Linked DNA regions of Mus musculus: region 2 is linked to region 1. A link is a contact called in public Hi-C data. All regions are on one chromosome and are shown on one strand. The core of a region is the stretch at or near the end of the contact, and the rest is flanking DNA. Distances in the headings are between cores, read along the strand shown. Region 1 overlaps Gm29921 (a long non-coding RNA gene). Region 2 has its middle 69 kb from the start of Rbm46.

What was found. A called contact is a pair of places that touch in the nucleus more often than the background predicts.
Region 2: a contact with region 1 is called in a Hi-C map of pre-pro-B cells, with 9 times the contacts expected there. The contact joins two enhancer-like sites. A contact is called at or near these places in 2 of 39 promoter capture datasets (cranial neural crest and liver) and 1 of 484 Hi-C or Micro-C datasets (pre-pro-B cells).

The regions. Positions count from the first base shown.
Region 1 is chr3:82,153,930-82,161,754 of GRCm38.p6, reverse strand. Gm29921 (a long non-coding RNA gene) reads left to right here. Exons shown (of 9, transcript XR_867373.2): 3 at 4,678-4,801; 4 at 5,543-5,819; 5 at 7,731-7,825. Among named protein-coding and RNA genes, the nearest start is that of Gucy1a1, 12 kb to the right of the region's middle. Within about 2 kb of position 2,999, at least 2 of the 459 cell types and tissues checked have an H3K27ac peak or open chromatin away from gene starts, as enhancers often do. A contact at or near this core is called in pre-pro-B cells, where this site is marked.
Region 2 is chr3:82,803,677-82,811,501 of GRCm38.p6, reverse strand. No RefSeq gene overlaps it. Among named protein-coding and RNA genes, the nearest start is that of Rbm46, 69 kb to the left of the region's middle. Within about 2 kb of position 2,906, at least 17 of the 459 cell types and tissues checked have an H3K27ac peak or open chromatin away from gene starts, as enhancers often do. A contact at or near this core is called in pre-pro-B cells, where this site is marked.

The DNA of each region.
Region 1 (7,825 bases), core at 1,750-4,249:
TTCTACCACCATTTATAAAACAGCAAGCTCATCTCACCAATAACATTTCTTCTCACTCCTGAGCTCCCTCTCAGGTCCCCCTGTCATACTTCTTCCTGTCCAAATTGCATAAAATGGTTTCTGATTTACTGGCGAAAAGTCTGAGTGGTTGTCAGAACAATGTAAGTAACTTATAACAGAAATTTAGAGGAACAATGCACTAAGTAGCTGCAGCTCATTAAAAAGCTGTCTCTCCCCTGCCCCTCCCTTCTTAACTGTGCTCCCACCAACTCTCCCCCTCAGCTCTATCTTTCCTCCATGTATGTTTTCATTTGATATTGCATACACTTCTCTACATTTTTAAACTCTCTGTGATACTACATTGGGAGAACCCCTGCAACAATGGTCCTTACTGTATTGTTCCTAAGCTTCCATAACAGTGCTTACATGCAATGGTTATTCAACTAAAGCATGAGAACAAATTCCTTATCTGTTCATGGACAAGTGTTTTCCTTGTCTTCATGTTTTAATGCATGGGTTAATAAGAAGAAGGGTTGAGAACTTACAAGTATGGAAAGAAAGATCGATTTGTCTGTTCATCGTCCTGCTGTGCTCACCATAATGCAAACGATCTTTAGACTGAAAAGAAGAATGATCAACACAGAGCTGCATACTATTTTCTTTCTTGTTTTCTTTGTAGAGTTCCTTGTGATCTATGTGCCATGTTATCTTAAGGTGAATTTGATGATGAGGTTCCTAATGTTGATATAAGGAGTAACTTTTCTCAGCATATAAACAAATTCCAAATAAATGGGAGGGGGTTTACCTGTTAAATATCAACCAAGAGCAAAGAACATAAACATAAGGTGGCCCGGAGATTTTAGAGCCAAAGTCTGGCCTCTGGTAGCCCCTTATTAACAAGCTACGCTCACCTTCTGTCTTTAATATCATTAAAGAGTCAAGAAGGAGTGAAAACAGAGGGGAGAGATGTAGTCAATTCGGCCACACTTGGAAAAGGAACTTCTGTTTCTTTTTCGTGATGCTGATGATACTGACTTGAGCTTGTGTTAAAGAAAGGGCAAGAGGCTCTGTAACTAATTGTCCTTACCCAGGTGTGGTCCATCTCTGGTTTTCACACCTCCTGTCTCTCCTTCAAGATAATCTCATAAGTTTTCGGAACTCCGTGGAGTCTGTTCCTTGGATGCAAGTATTTTTCCTGGCTGCCACCTTCAGCAGGTCCCTTTCCTTCCTAAGGAAATTCTAATTCTTCTGTCCATTGTTTCAATAGTCTGATAGCTGAAGACAGGAGTGTAAGGGTCTCTTTAAAATGTCTCTTATTGGAATGAGGCAGAGAATGATACAGCAGGGAATCTGACATCCTCTCAAGGGCAAGAAGCACACATGCACTTGCTCATTCTTTATCACTAATCTGTCAATGATCTGACAAAACTGTCTTCATAAACATTTCTTTGCCGTAAAAGTAAGTGCCAAAAATATAGTGACTATTTTCTCAGTGTAAAGGATAAGTAGGCCAAATAAGTTTTAAAACTGCATTCCAGCCTACAATGTCTCCATCTAAGAGTCTATGCTAATAAAGGTAAAGTGGTGCAAACATAAAAAAAAAGTCTCTTATTAAACAATGGCAGTTAACAAAGCTTAAATTATATAGAGTTGTCACCGCAGTGATGACAAAACCCAGAAAACAGTTAACGTCACCCAGAGGAGAAAGAGAATTCAGCATCCAGTATCCATGTTTAATAAAAACCACCTAGCATAAGTATGTAATAAAATACAAGAAGCACATGAGACTTACTTTCCATGAAACTGGTGTAATTACACCTCTAGAAAAGACCTACCAAGCCATCTGCACAATAACATTTATGCCTACAAAACACCTTGTTCCCTAAAATTCCAAGTTCTTGGAAACAAAACAACAACAACAAAAAATTAAAAGGCATTCAGGCAAAAACATTTATTGGCAATTTTTTTCATGTTTGTACTTGTATGTTTTATGTCACATTTAGTTTTTAGCTTGTGTTAGACTGTCTTTAGTAAACAGAAATTCTGAAATTAAATTTTGGCACAGTTCATCAGTCTAATTCCTTCGCCTATAAGAAATTTCCTGCTTACTCAGCTAAATGAACATGTGCTTCATATATACAATGGACTTTCACTCTGCTGTAAGAGAAATGAGCTTCTAAAATTTATAATAAAGTGGATGGGTCTGCAAAGTAGTAGCAAAGTAGTACATTAAGTAAGGTCACCTAGACTCACAAAGACAAAACCTGCATATCTGTCTGTCTGTCTATCTATCTATCTATCTCCTAACTTTAAAATTTTATGTCTTACTTACTTACTTTTCTATTGTCTTGAAGAGACAGCATGACCAAATCAATGTACATAAGAGTTATTCAACTTAGAGTTTCAGAGAGCCCATGACCATCATGGCAGAGTGGAAAACACGGCAGCAGACAGGCAAGCACGGCTCTGGAGCCGTAGTCCAAAGATTACATACCAAGAAACAGAAAGGCTGTGCTGGGAAGGAAAGGGGAGAGAAACAGGGAGACTGGGAATAGTGTCAGATGTAGAAACCTCAAAGCTTACCCCCAGTAAGACACTTACATAATAAAGCCATGCTTCCCAATCCTTCCCAAACAGCTCTATCAACTGGAGACCAAGCATTCAAATATGAGTCCATGGGAACCATTCTCATTCAGAGCACCACTGTTAGTAGCGGAGCAAATGAGAATGATTAATTATAGGCTATAAAAATAAATAGCAAATGATATGAGAGCAAGAAGTGTTGAGAAAGGAGAATGTGCTAGACTACAGGTCACAGGTCGTTTGTGGCATTAAATCAGAAAAGAAGATTCTGGGTATAGGAGGGTATAAGGATGAGGGGGAAGAGGTGAGGAAAAGAAAAAGAGGGAACAAATGTGTTTGAAAGACTCTGTAATGGAGCCCGATTCTTTCTATGATAATGAAACTACTTTAAAGTAAATGAAAACTATTATCTATTTTCTGTTCCCTTTACTCACTGTTGCCCTACACTGTGGTTTTCTGTTAGAAATTCTCTTTCTCTACCACAGGTTCTACAAAGCCTTTAAGAATCATTGTGGTTGTATTTTATTTTTACATAAATTTAACAACATGTTTTGAGAATTCCATAGAGGAGCACTGTATCACTTCTGCCCCACACTCTGCCCCTCCAACTCCTTCTATGTTCTCAGTACTCTCTTTTATCTTCCTGGCCTTTGCTTTAATTATTATTGGTACAGGGATTGAGGTGTTTTGGTTACACAATATCTAAGAGCATCTTCTCCTCACACCTGATCTCCAATTCTCCAAGGTCAGTTTTCCCCACATGAAACTCTGTTCTGACAGGTTTCTCTTTCTTTTTTCTTTTTTTCTTTTTCTTTTTTTTTCTCCTTTCTTGAACTTTTTATACCACAGTCTGTTTTCTTTCGCCTTTACTTACATCTTTTAAGAAGACCACAATGGTGGCAATTGCTTTCAGATTTCCTAGTGTACAAAATGTGCCTGCTTCTTGTTGTTTCTAACAATTCATTATCTCTGGTTTAGTCATTTAAACAAAAAGTGTATAAGTAGAGTTTTAAAACTTCAGTTATTTCCCTGGGCATGGATGGCATAGAATCCCAGGACTTTAGAGGCAGGAACGGAAGACCAGGAGTACAAAGTTATCTTTGGGCACATAATCAGTTGAGTCTGAGGACAGCCTGGACTACATGAAAGTCTACCTGAAGAAAAACTTTAAAAAGTTATTATGTAGAGTTTTTAGGCTAATGAGAGAATAAGTTATTGACCTGCATTCTGGAAAATCTCAGGTGCTGTCTCACAGAATATATGGCCTTCCTTTGAACCACTGTTTTCCCTTTGTAGTATTCTTTATATATTTTATACCACTCTTTCTATTTTTATCTTGCTCTTTGTTTTAATGTGGACTATTCCTTTAGATCTAGTTCTGAGTGATAAATTAATGTTATCTGCAATTTTCTATTTTATGGTCTAACTCCTAATATTTTATGTTTAATTATTGTACTTTTCTTCTCTGAATATTCTCTTTGATTCTAGTTTCAAACTGGTTAACATTCATATTTTATTGTTTTCTTTATACACCTGGTACATTTTATTTTTAGATATATTAAAATGATTACTTTATATCCTATTTTGTATAATGATATTGTGTGGCTATTTAACATTCCCAGAGTTCTCCAAGTGTCAAAGGCTTCATCTCTGGCCTATAGTACTACAGGGAGATAGTAAAAGTTTCAGTTTATAGGACCTGCTGAAAGGAAATGAGATAACTAACTATACATTCAGGCTTTTCCTTTTGTTAACTGAAGATGCGTCCTGACTAGCTGCCCCTGCCCTGACTTAACTACAAAGGTAGACTTTTCTGTAGATTTTTTATTTTATTTTTATTTGCGCATCTCTGTGTCTGAAATGTATATGTGTAGGTTTGTGTTGAGGACAGAAAGAGTGTTGAATCTCCTGGAGTTGGGGTTACAGGTTATATGCCACCCAGAGATGGCCCTGGAAATTGAACTTAGGTCCTCTGGAAGATCAGCAAGAGCTCTTAACTGCTAAGGCATCTCCCTAGGCCCTTATTTTGTAATTGTAAAACTAAGTAAATTCTTTTGTTCCCTAAGTTGCATTTTGTTGGTTACTCTATTACAGAAACACCAATGAAACTGGGACACCTTCTCATTGCATCTCATTTTCCCAAAACTCAATCTATAAAGATTAGTTTTGAGTCTCCATCCATAAAGGTTTATCTTTCAAGTGGATTCCTTCAGTGAAGGTCTGTATTTGCCTCTGCAGAACTCCTAGAGCTTTCTCAATACATGCTCACTTTACAATAAGAATTCTACCTGACATTTCTGAGCTACAGAACTGGTGTTAATCCAACACTGTGGAAGAACAGGCTGGAGGTCGGAAGCTGTCAAGAGTGAGCTACTTCTCTCATGTTCTTTTCCAAGCCACAAAGACAAGGTATTTAGGGTGAAAACACTCACCCTGTCCCCTTGGTCTGTGTGGCTTTTATTGGTGTGCTCTGACTACCTTGGAGTGGCTAGTTGTATCTACTGTCTCTTCAGTCCTATCTCCCTGCCTGAGCTCACAAGGCCCAGAGATCTAAGGGATGTTGCCAGCTGGACCACTGGCTCTACAGTGATATCTTTTATTTTTCTCACTGAGTTTAGTCTCAACTTGCTTCTAGACACACATTCATGCGAAACCTCAAAAGTACACTTAGTTTTTAATCTGTGTTTTTAATATTTACTTTGGGGAAGAATTTCGCTATATATTATAAAGCAAAGAATCTTGTATTCTATTTAAAAGAGAGCAAAACAGACTTCTTTAAAAAAATATGGTAAGGAAGAGGTTTGCTGAGATTCAATTTCCCTTAGGTGATATTTTCAGCTGTTTAAGCTAAGTGTTTCCTAAATAGGAGCATAGCAGTCATAACTGTCATTTTCATAAGATGAGATTCTAACAAGTCTTCCATTGCACAATTTGCAATTTTTTTAATGTCAAAATACAGCTCTCTTTCCTGTGATGCTAGACTCACTTTCCCTCTCAACCGTGGCACAGCATGTGCCTCTTGGTCCTATCGGTAAAAGACTGTTACTGGAAGACCTTGACACTTCTTGGATGCTTCTCCAGTCTGAGACCCAAAGGAAGCAACACCCCTGAAACACAGGTGTGATGATCAGAGACACATCATGATTTCTCAAGAAGAGTGAGACTCAAAAGCTGAACCAACATCTACCCATTCGCTATTTCTAAAAGATCCCAATTATCCCATTAGTGAAGATATGGTAAGTTGGTGAGCACTCTGTGGGAATGATACCAATCACTCTCTTACTCTTACAGTGAGTTTATAACAGCTATGTTATTTTTCTCAGACCACATATTATCACTCTAAAAGTACAATACAAATAAAAGAATGAAGGAAAACTCTTTCCTTGTACCATATTAAAATGAGAGGATTGTTGACTGACTAAAATATGCTCTCATTGTTCTGGACACCGTAGAAACATTTGCAAACTGGTCTCTCTACATCATCCTTTCTTTGCCGGATGGAACGGGATTTTCTGACGTTGGGATAATTATTTAAAGAGTAAGGAGGGATTCTTCCCCTTCTCTAGTCCAATTATTCTTAGGTTTGGTCTTTTCCTAGTACCCCAGATTTCCTGGATGTTTTGTATGATGTTTTGTATCAGGAATGTTTTAGATTTAACATCTTTTGAACGATGTATCAGCTTGTTCTATCATAGTTTCAACACCGGGGATTCTTTCTTTGATTTCTTCTATTCTGTTAGTGATGCTTGTGTCTATAGTTGTTCCTGTTCAATTACCTAGATTTCCTATCTCCAGTTTGTGTTTTCTTTGTTGCTTCTATTTCCATGTTCAGGTACTAAACAGTTTTATTCATTTCTTTCAACTCTTCCTCTCTCTCTCTCTCTCTCTCTCTCTCTCTCTCTCTCTCTCTCTCTCTCTCTCTCTCTTTGACTTTTTAAAAAGGGATTTATTTATTTATTTTCCTGGATCTCCTTAATGGATACAGATCTAAAGAGAGAATTTTCAACAGAGGAATCTCAAGGGGCTGGGAAGCACTTAAAGAAATGTTCAATATCCTTAGCCACCAGGGAAATGTAAATCAAAACTACTTTGAGATTTCATCTTACAACTGTCAGAATGACTAATATCAATAACACAAGTGACAGCTCATGCTAGCAAGGATCTGGAGCAAGGGGACCACTCCCCTGCTGCTAGTGGGAGTGCAAACTTGCACGGCCATTTTGGAGTCAACATAGTGGTTTCTCAGGAAATTGAGAATTTATCAACCTCAAAACCTAGCTATCCCATTCCTGGGCAATGTCCCAAAGGATGCGCTATCTTACCAAAAGCATACTTGCTCAACTATGTTCATAACAGAAACTGGAAACAAACTAGATATCTCTCAACAAAAAAAAAATGGATAAAGAAGATGTACATTTGCTTAATTTTTTAACTCAGCTCTTTAATAAAAAATCATGGCTTATAGGCAAATAGATAGAGCTAAAATAAAAAAAAAAATCATCCTGAGTCAGTTAACTCAGACCCAGAAAGACAAACATGGTATGTACCCACTGATAAGTGGATCTTAGCTATAAAATTAAGAATAATCATGCTACAGTCCACAGACACAGAGAATGTGAGGGAAATAGAATAAATATTGTAGGTGGAGTGGGGGTGGGTAGAGATGAGAGCAGGAAGGATCAGGCAGAGGAGGATAGAGGGAGAGAGCTCTAAGAGAAACAACAAGAATTGAGTGGCATTTCAGGGGCAAGGTAGATACTTGGAACAATGGAGACTCCCAGGAACCTATGAGGGTGACCCTAGCTAAGACTCCTAGTATTGGGGAAAGCAAGCCTGAACAAGTCATATCCTGTAACCAGTCAAGATTTCCAGCCAAGGGACTAAAACATCAACTCAGCCACAAAACCTTCAAACTACAATTTGTCCTGACTTCAAGATTTGCTAAGGTAATGGTGGTGCAGAAGTTGTGGAGTGATCAATCAATGAGTGCTCCAGCTTGAGAGCCCATGCCAGAGAGTGCCTGGAGGGCCAAGGCACAGAAATCGGACGGATCATAAAGCTAAAATAGAACTAAACATGACTGAAATCAAAAGTGCCAATGAAATGATACTTAAATGATTCCTAATGACATTCTGCTATAACCATAGATTGGTGACTAGCCCAATTGTCATCAGAGAGAATTCATCCTGCAACTGAAAGAAACAGATACTGAAACCCACAGCTAAACAGGAGGCTGAGCTCA
Region 2 (7,825 bases), core at 1,657-4,156, 650 kb before region 1:
CTTGATCCTTTTGCCTGTCCTGCAAGGGTTATAGGCATGTGCCACCGTGCCTGGCTTTGCATTCTTGTTTTCACTTTCTTTTTACTAGGGGCTTTGATGATACTATCTATTAGAAGAGATACGCAGGGACAGCATCCTGGTTCTCGCCCACCTGTGGATGCTGAAACAGAGAAGATGCAGGAGGGTTGGAAGTGTGCCTCACTGTTTTGTGCCCAGTGTTTATATTATGGTCATTCTTAGTCCTAAAGAAGAGTTCCAGCCCAGGAGATGCCCAGTCAGCTATTATTTGCCACATCTCTAGGGAATCTGGGTTCTGAGCCACAGTTTTTTGTGTCCTGATGGGATGGGATGTTGATATACCAGATAAAATATTTTTAAATGGTGTCTTTTACTGAGAGAAAAGCCTAAAATGAGTCTCAGGAGTCCCTTTAATCCTTCCATCTTTTAGCTATAAAGAAAGCAACAACACCCTCTACTTCTCTTCCTTTTAGTCTGTCAGTGGCTTCTTCCAGGAAAACTCCGGATCAAAGTTCTTAGCTGTAAACAGAGGTGTGGGAGCTCATCCCCAGCCTAGCGAGCTGTTGCACCTGCCTGCTCTTAGCAGATAGCATTTGTGTGTGCTTCATTGATAACATGGGGCATCAGAGCAGAACACTGTGACTTGTACCTACCAAACATCCCAACACACGCAAGCTTTTCTTAGCTGCTTTCCTTCCACTTTCATTAGGGGAAGCAGCTACGTGCAGTCCTGCCTTCTGTGTTCTCCCAAAGAGTTCAGCTCTATTTTTCTCCTGGAAGCTTCTCTTTCTATGTGTTTGGTTATACTCTTCCTCACTGGAACAAGCATGTGATCAAACACCAGCCGTCTCTGAAAAGACTTTGAGTCAAAGCCTAACCTGGGTGCCATCTCTGTTCTCTGACTTACACTGTAATATGTTTATTGTATGTGGTGACTCACATCTGTAATCCCAGCACTTGAGAGCTGAAGCTTGAAGGCTTTGGTGAGGCCTGAGCAACATAATAAATAGAGAGCAACCTGGGACTCTGAGGTAGATCTTGTCAAAAACAAAAGACAACCTCAAAGTTCAGGCTAGTGAGTTGGCTCAGCAGATATAAATACTCACCGCTTAAGCCTGGTAAACCGAGTTCTATTCCTGAACTCACAGACAAGCCTGATGCAGTGATTTTCAATGGTAACACCAGTGCTCCTGTGGGGGACGTGACAGGTGGAGACAGGAGACTCTCCTGGAGGCCCACAGGCCAGATATACTGTAGTATAAGGTACAACAACAGAAACATCGTGCCCTGTATCAAGGTGGAAGGGGAGAATCATCGCCTGAAAGTTGCCCTCTGACCTCCACAAAAGTGGTCCACAGGGTCCAGAGGAGGAAGAGCAGCGGAGATGGATGTGCCATGTGCACATACAAGGCCTTCTATCAGTTCCTTATGGCTGTTGTCAAGGCGTGTTTTTTAAATTAATTTATTGCTTTGTGTGTGTTAATTAATTTATTACTTTATATGTGTACGGGGTGTGGACACACTCATGCCGTAATGCAGGAGTAGAGATCAAAGGACAAGCTGGGAGACTGTTCCCTTCTACTCTGTAGAGCTCAGGGATCAAACTCGGATTTTCGTCTTAGAAGCAAGCACATTTGCCTGCTGAGCCATCCTTTTTGCCCCAAACCATTATGACTGAGATGCAATTTGTATATAGGGGAAATGCAAAGACCTTAAGGGCACAGAGGAAATGCTATCATTTTTCATTTTTGCTTCTAGACTTACTCCTGAACTCTGGGGTCAAGTCTGGTATTTATTGATGTTTCATTAACTTCTGTGAGTTTCTACTCATATGAGGAGTGTCAGGGGAGTCTGAGTTAAAAGCACTGTATGCTGACAATAGTGAAGTCCTTCCTAAGCATTTTCATTAATAGTCTTTTCCCATTATTCTTATGATCATTGTAAGGACTGAGCTTTTCTAAGTTGGATACAAGTCTGTAATTTGTTATCTACACCTTGCCCTGTTACACAACCTTGACTGATGGGACTACTCAGCAATCAGGATCTTACAAGTCCAAATCAGCAGCTCCCCAGGGCACACTCAGAAGTGTGAAACAGTGGCCCAAGGCTTGCTGAGCCTGGAGTTCTTCTCCAGATTGCAAAAAATTAGTTATTAACCGCCTTGGGTGAATTTCCACATCTGGGTTTTGTGTCATGATCAATCAGAAGTAATCAGGCGTTGTGATTAGCAGAATCACATTTAGACAGCAAGCTGCCTAAGACCTGTCCAATCCATTCATCAACCAAATTGATTGTCCATTATGAACCCAGTCGATGTGCTTGCTACCTCAGCATTTTTTGCCCACAGCAGCCTTTAGTGACAATGACTCCTGCCTCTCTGTGCTATGAGTATAACTCCATCACATGAAGTCTTTTACCATGTTCCTTGATGAGGGCAATGTCCACCATGGAGAAACACTAGTTTCATTACTGTTTTCCTTGAGGTATAACAATACTGTTTACTCCTTAATGGCTGTATAGAACTATGATCAATTCAGTAACTATTGTAGGTGGGAAGGAACCTGAATATAAGAGAAAACTTTCTGACAGTTACAAGTGTCTACCAACAAGGTGGCTGTCCCAGCAGACCAGATATTTTCCAAGATGCCATTCAAGCCAAAGCCACCCAAGTATGTTCAGTGATAATGTGATGGAAAATGGTCTAGCTGCACTCTAAGTCTGCTAACAGAGGTTGTGGTTCATGTGTATTGTTAGAGAGCCTGACTTGTCACCAGCTCTAGCAGAGGAGCTGGGGAAATGAGATGCAAAGCACCTGTTATAGACATACAACACTAGCAACATTACAGTTAGGAAGTAGCAATGAAAGTAATTTTATGGTTGGGGTTCACCACAAAATGAGGAACTGTATTAAAGGGTTGCAGCATTAGGAAGATTGAAATCCACTGGTTAAACACAAAGCCAGTAATCTTATTTATCTTCTTCCCTTCTATAACTTCCTACAGTATTTGAGGTCTGACCTATCTTCTCTCTTGGAAGATATTATGGCCCTTTGGAGGCCAGATATCTAGTCTAAGAAAAAAGGAGAAGAAAATCTTTGGAGACCGGTGTGCCAGAGGCTGAAAACTGTGGTGAAAGATTATAGAATGGTAATCTTCAGAGACACCAAAAGGGGACAGTCAGGAAAGCAGTGATCTGAGACATAAAGTGAGTGGGGACTTAGAAGGAGAACGAAAGTACACATAGGCTTTTATCTGTGTGTTGTATTCAGGAAACAAATAATGACATGGTTTGGGAGTGGTCCTGGGGTAAAAGATGTGTCTACATGAGTTTGCAAGGAATCTGGAGGAGAGCCCACGACTGTGAGAGAAGCAGAAGGGAGGACGATGTATCAGACATGCCTCCCAATTTATTGACTTTATCCACCTAGAAAATATTAATGACTCACCACAATAATGGTGTCTCTTGTCTTGCTCTGTTTTCTTTTTGATCTTTTCCTGTAGTTCTTTGCCCTTGCTTCTTGGGTAAACGGAATCACAAAATGACAGAAACTGCCTTTTCTTGTCAAAGCATCTTCTCTGTTGTCATGGGGCTCCCTGCAGTTTTTCATTATGACAATTATTATAAAGATAATGTACACCAGAAGATCAGATGAAAGATCTCATTAAAATTAATGTGTAATTACTTTTTAAAAAACAATACTTTTTTTTTTAAACAGTGGGAAGTATTTGTATTTCAAGTATTTGGAAGAAAAACATAATTAGTCTAAACTGTGCTGATTCCTTCTGCAGGATTTAGATGCCTCATTTTGATAAACTTTCTTTGATTTTTAAAGAGGACATAAGCACAATAATGATGGGCTCATTCATTCATTAAGCAGATACATCCTGACTGGGTAGACTCTAGAGATACGGGATGAATAAGAGTAACTCTCCCCTTGTGGGACATATTCTAGATATTTTGCAAAGGCTAAGTAGACAAAAAAATTTGTCCTTTTAAAGTAAGTTCTAAAATCTCCTTACCCCTTTTCTTCATCTGTAATGTGGGATTGTGGTGAAGACAGAATACATGGTAAGCAGCTAAATCCTGGGCAACTGTCTTAAGGACAAAAGATGATGTGTGTCAAATCTTAGGAAATCTACAAAACAGGTCCTGATATTGGATTTATCACCATGGGTTGGACAACCTTGGAGGTCCCTCACTTTGTGAATTTTATGTTGTTTTCTCTTAGCTGTAGGTAAAGGAGCCTTGGCCATATCTAGCTGATAAACAGTTCACTATTTCCCACTTCCGGTTAAGTGGTATGAACTGGACTAATCCTGATCAAATGCTACTTGCCACTTAAGGCTGTGGACAAAGCAGAGTCTAGTCCTGCACCTTCCCACTTATGACTACATCTTTTGCTTTGAACTTTTGCATCTCTGCACACATTTTCTTAGGCATACATCTCTCTGTACATGAGACTATTTCTCTTAGGGAAAAATACACAGATGTGAGATTTACTACTCCACTGAAACTTTGGAATGAAGGGCAGGTCCCCTAAATTCACTCTTCCTGAAAAGGGACATGAGCCATAACATGGACGATGAAAAGGTCAGGTGAACTCTGGGCATTCTCTGTTCTGCTTGGAACATGGTACAAGACCCAAAGATAAAGACTAACCAGTACCCCCAGAGCTCGTGTCTCTAGCTGCATATGTAGCAGAAGATGGCCTAGTCGGCCATCTTTGGGAAGAGAGACCCCTTGGTCTTGAAAACTTTATATGTCCCAGTACAGAGGAACGCAAGGGCCAAGAAGTGGGAGTGGGTGGGTAGGGGAGCAGGGCAAGGGGAGGGTATAGGGGACTTTCGGGATGACATTTGAAATATAAATGAAGAAAATAAACACATACACACACACACACACACACACACACACACACACACACACACACACAAAGATACAGAGTCGCCAAAAGGATAATGATTGGGGAACAGTGCACAGCTCCATCTTGCTGGTTGTCCAGTGGATAACAGAGCAGGCCATATGGTCCTTCTGTTAGACAAGTCCTCTTCTAGTTACATGTCCACTTCAGTGGCTGGAAGTGACCAGTTCACCAAGCAGCTGCCTTGTCTTGCTCACATGGGCTTGTGCTGCTGTTGGCCTGCCTCATGCCTCAGCAGCTTGGGGTTTTGTGTCTTTCCAGACATGGCATCTTCAGGTATAAAATTCTCTCCATGGGTTCTATGCAGGAATGTGTCATACCATTTCAGTGTTGCCACTAACAACACACGTTCCTAACAGTTCCTTTGCTTCTGTTATATTCTGCCCCTGTTCCAACAGTCCCTTCTCCCCAGCTGCCAGAACTGTGGTTAGCCACAGCCATTTTCCATATTATCATTTCAGGAGTTCACAATTTAGGTCAATAAATCCCCCGTGGTGGGTTTTATTAATATATACTGAATCCAGATTTAGATTAATGGCTACAGACACATTACTCACAAAAGGAAAGCACACCCTACTTTTTGGGAATAAACCTTTACCTTCAGATTCTTGTAGCAGTGAAGTTTATTATTCCCTTCACTGTGGAATGCCTAATGATCACCTGGTGTGCTAACCAGAGAACTTCATGAGTTTAATCACCCGTGAATTTTCTGACAGAAGAAGCAGCAATATTTTATGGCACAAAATGCATTGGTTAATGTACTTTTCTGTATTTTATACTTTTGTGAATAATACATTTTTCTTGGTAAATTTTTCCGTGCATCATTTGAAGTGATGACATCCTGGACTTGGTGTATGGATAACAGTTTATAGACACCACTGTGGCACGAAAAGCATCTTCTTAGAGGTTCCTAGGGATCATTACGTTAGAAGATGAGAGCACTAACTGTCTAAAACTCCAGAGAGAAAGCCCTCTCTAGATCTGTTCTTGGTTAACCCTCAAGCACTCCTCAGAATGCCCTTAAGCCGCAGCCGTCCTGTCCAAAGCTGGGACTGAGAGCTCTAAGGGATAATACGAGGGAAATGTGGTTTAATGTGAAAGCCAGTGAGCTTCCTTTATTGTGTGCTGAGGCAAGATAAAGATGGCGAGTCTTGTCTGGACTCAGCTTGGCTGCTGACTGAATGAACACAATTTGCATTTCTCTTTTGCTATTTGTATTTCTTGGGAAAATGTGTGTGTGCGTGTGTGTGTGTTTTATTACCATTTTACAAGGAAATAGAGGCCCTTTAACACATAAGTGGGTCTCCTTGGTCCCATAGTGAATGACAGAGTTGGACTGGAACCCATATCTCTTTGCCTCCAAAATCCATTTTATCAGTGTCCCTCTGCAGAAGATAACATTATTCTGACCTTACTCTGGCTGTTTTCTGACCAATTAGCTTTGGAAACCTTTAAAGTATAAGGAAAAGCCTTTTAAAGAAACCCGTCTTAGTATTTTATTGCTGTGAAGAGACACCATGACCAAGGCAACTCTTATAAAGGAAAATATTTAATTGTAGCTGTCTTACAGGTTCAGAGGTTCAGTCCATTATCATCATGGTGGGAAGCATGACAGCATGCAGGCAGACATGGTGCTAGAGAAGGAACTGAGAGTTCTACATCTTGATCTGCAGGCAGCAGAGGGAGACTGTGCACCACACCATGCATAGCTTGAGCATGTATGACCTCAAAGCCCACCTCCATAAAGACACACTTCCTCCAACAAGGCCATACCTCCCAATAGTGCCATTCCCTATGACCAAGCATTCAAACACAGGAGTCTATGGGGGCCATTCCTATCAAACCACTATAGTATCTATGACTCATTATCTCATTCCCTCTGTATTTAAAGTGTTCAGTTGTTTGGCCTGAGCTAAGCTCGATGCTTTAGTTGCTCTGAAATTGGTTCTTATTTTTCCCCAGTGCTGGTGACTGAATCCAAGACTTCATGCAAGCATGCTCTAGTGTCCTTGGTAATCTGGATAATTCTTAGCTGTGCTGGCCCTGCCCTGCCTGGATTTTTCTGTATCTAGTCTCTTCTATATTCTTTGTATGAGCTAGGCTTTTGGCCATACATTTATCTTAATGATGTATTTGATAACTGGGTTCTCTATGGCTTCTGCTGACCCACAGGTGGGACAAAGAAAGATGAAAGAGGATCAGTTCAGAAAAATAAACCCAAGAAGTGTCTGACCTGCCCCAGCTGCCCTGCTTCCAATGCAGAAAGACTTTTCATTCTGTGAACTGTAGGCAATTCTGTGGGTATAGATCCTGCTCTGGAATTATGTATCTTCTTCATGGGAAGAGATACCTACTCTAAACATTATGCAAATACAAGGTTTGATTAGTCTTGACTTTTCTTTTCTTTTCTCTTCTCTTCTCTTCTTTTCTATTCTTCTTCTTTTTATTATTAGATATTTATTTCATTTACATTTCCAATGCTATCCCAAAAGCCCCCCACCCACTCTCCCACCCACTCCCCCACCCACCCACTCCCACTTCTTGGCCCTGGCATTCCCCTGCAGATAAAGTTTGCACGACCAATGGGCCTCTCTTCCCAGTGATGGCTGACTAGGCCATCTTTTGATACATATGCAGCTAAAGACAAGAGCTCCAGGGTACTGGTTAGTTCATATTGTTGTTCCACCTATAGGGTTGCAGATCCCTTTAGCTCCTTGGTTACTTTCTCTAGCTCCTCCATTGGGGCCTATCAAATACTGTTTATTTTATAATACTTCAATGTGAATGTTGTGAAGTATAGGTGGGAAGATATTGATTCTATCTCCTACAAAGAGTTACCATTAGAAATAACATAATAATGACTCCTCTTTGGGAATTTTACTGTGT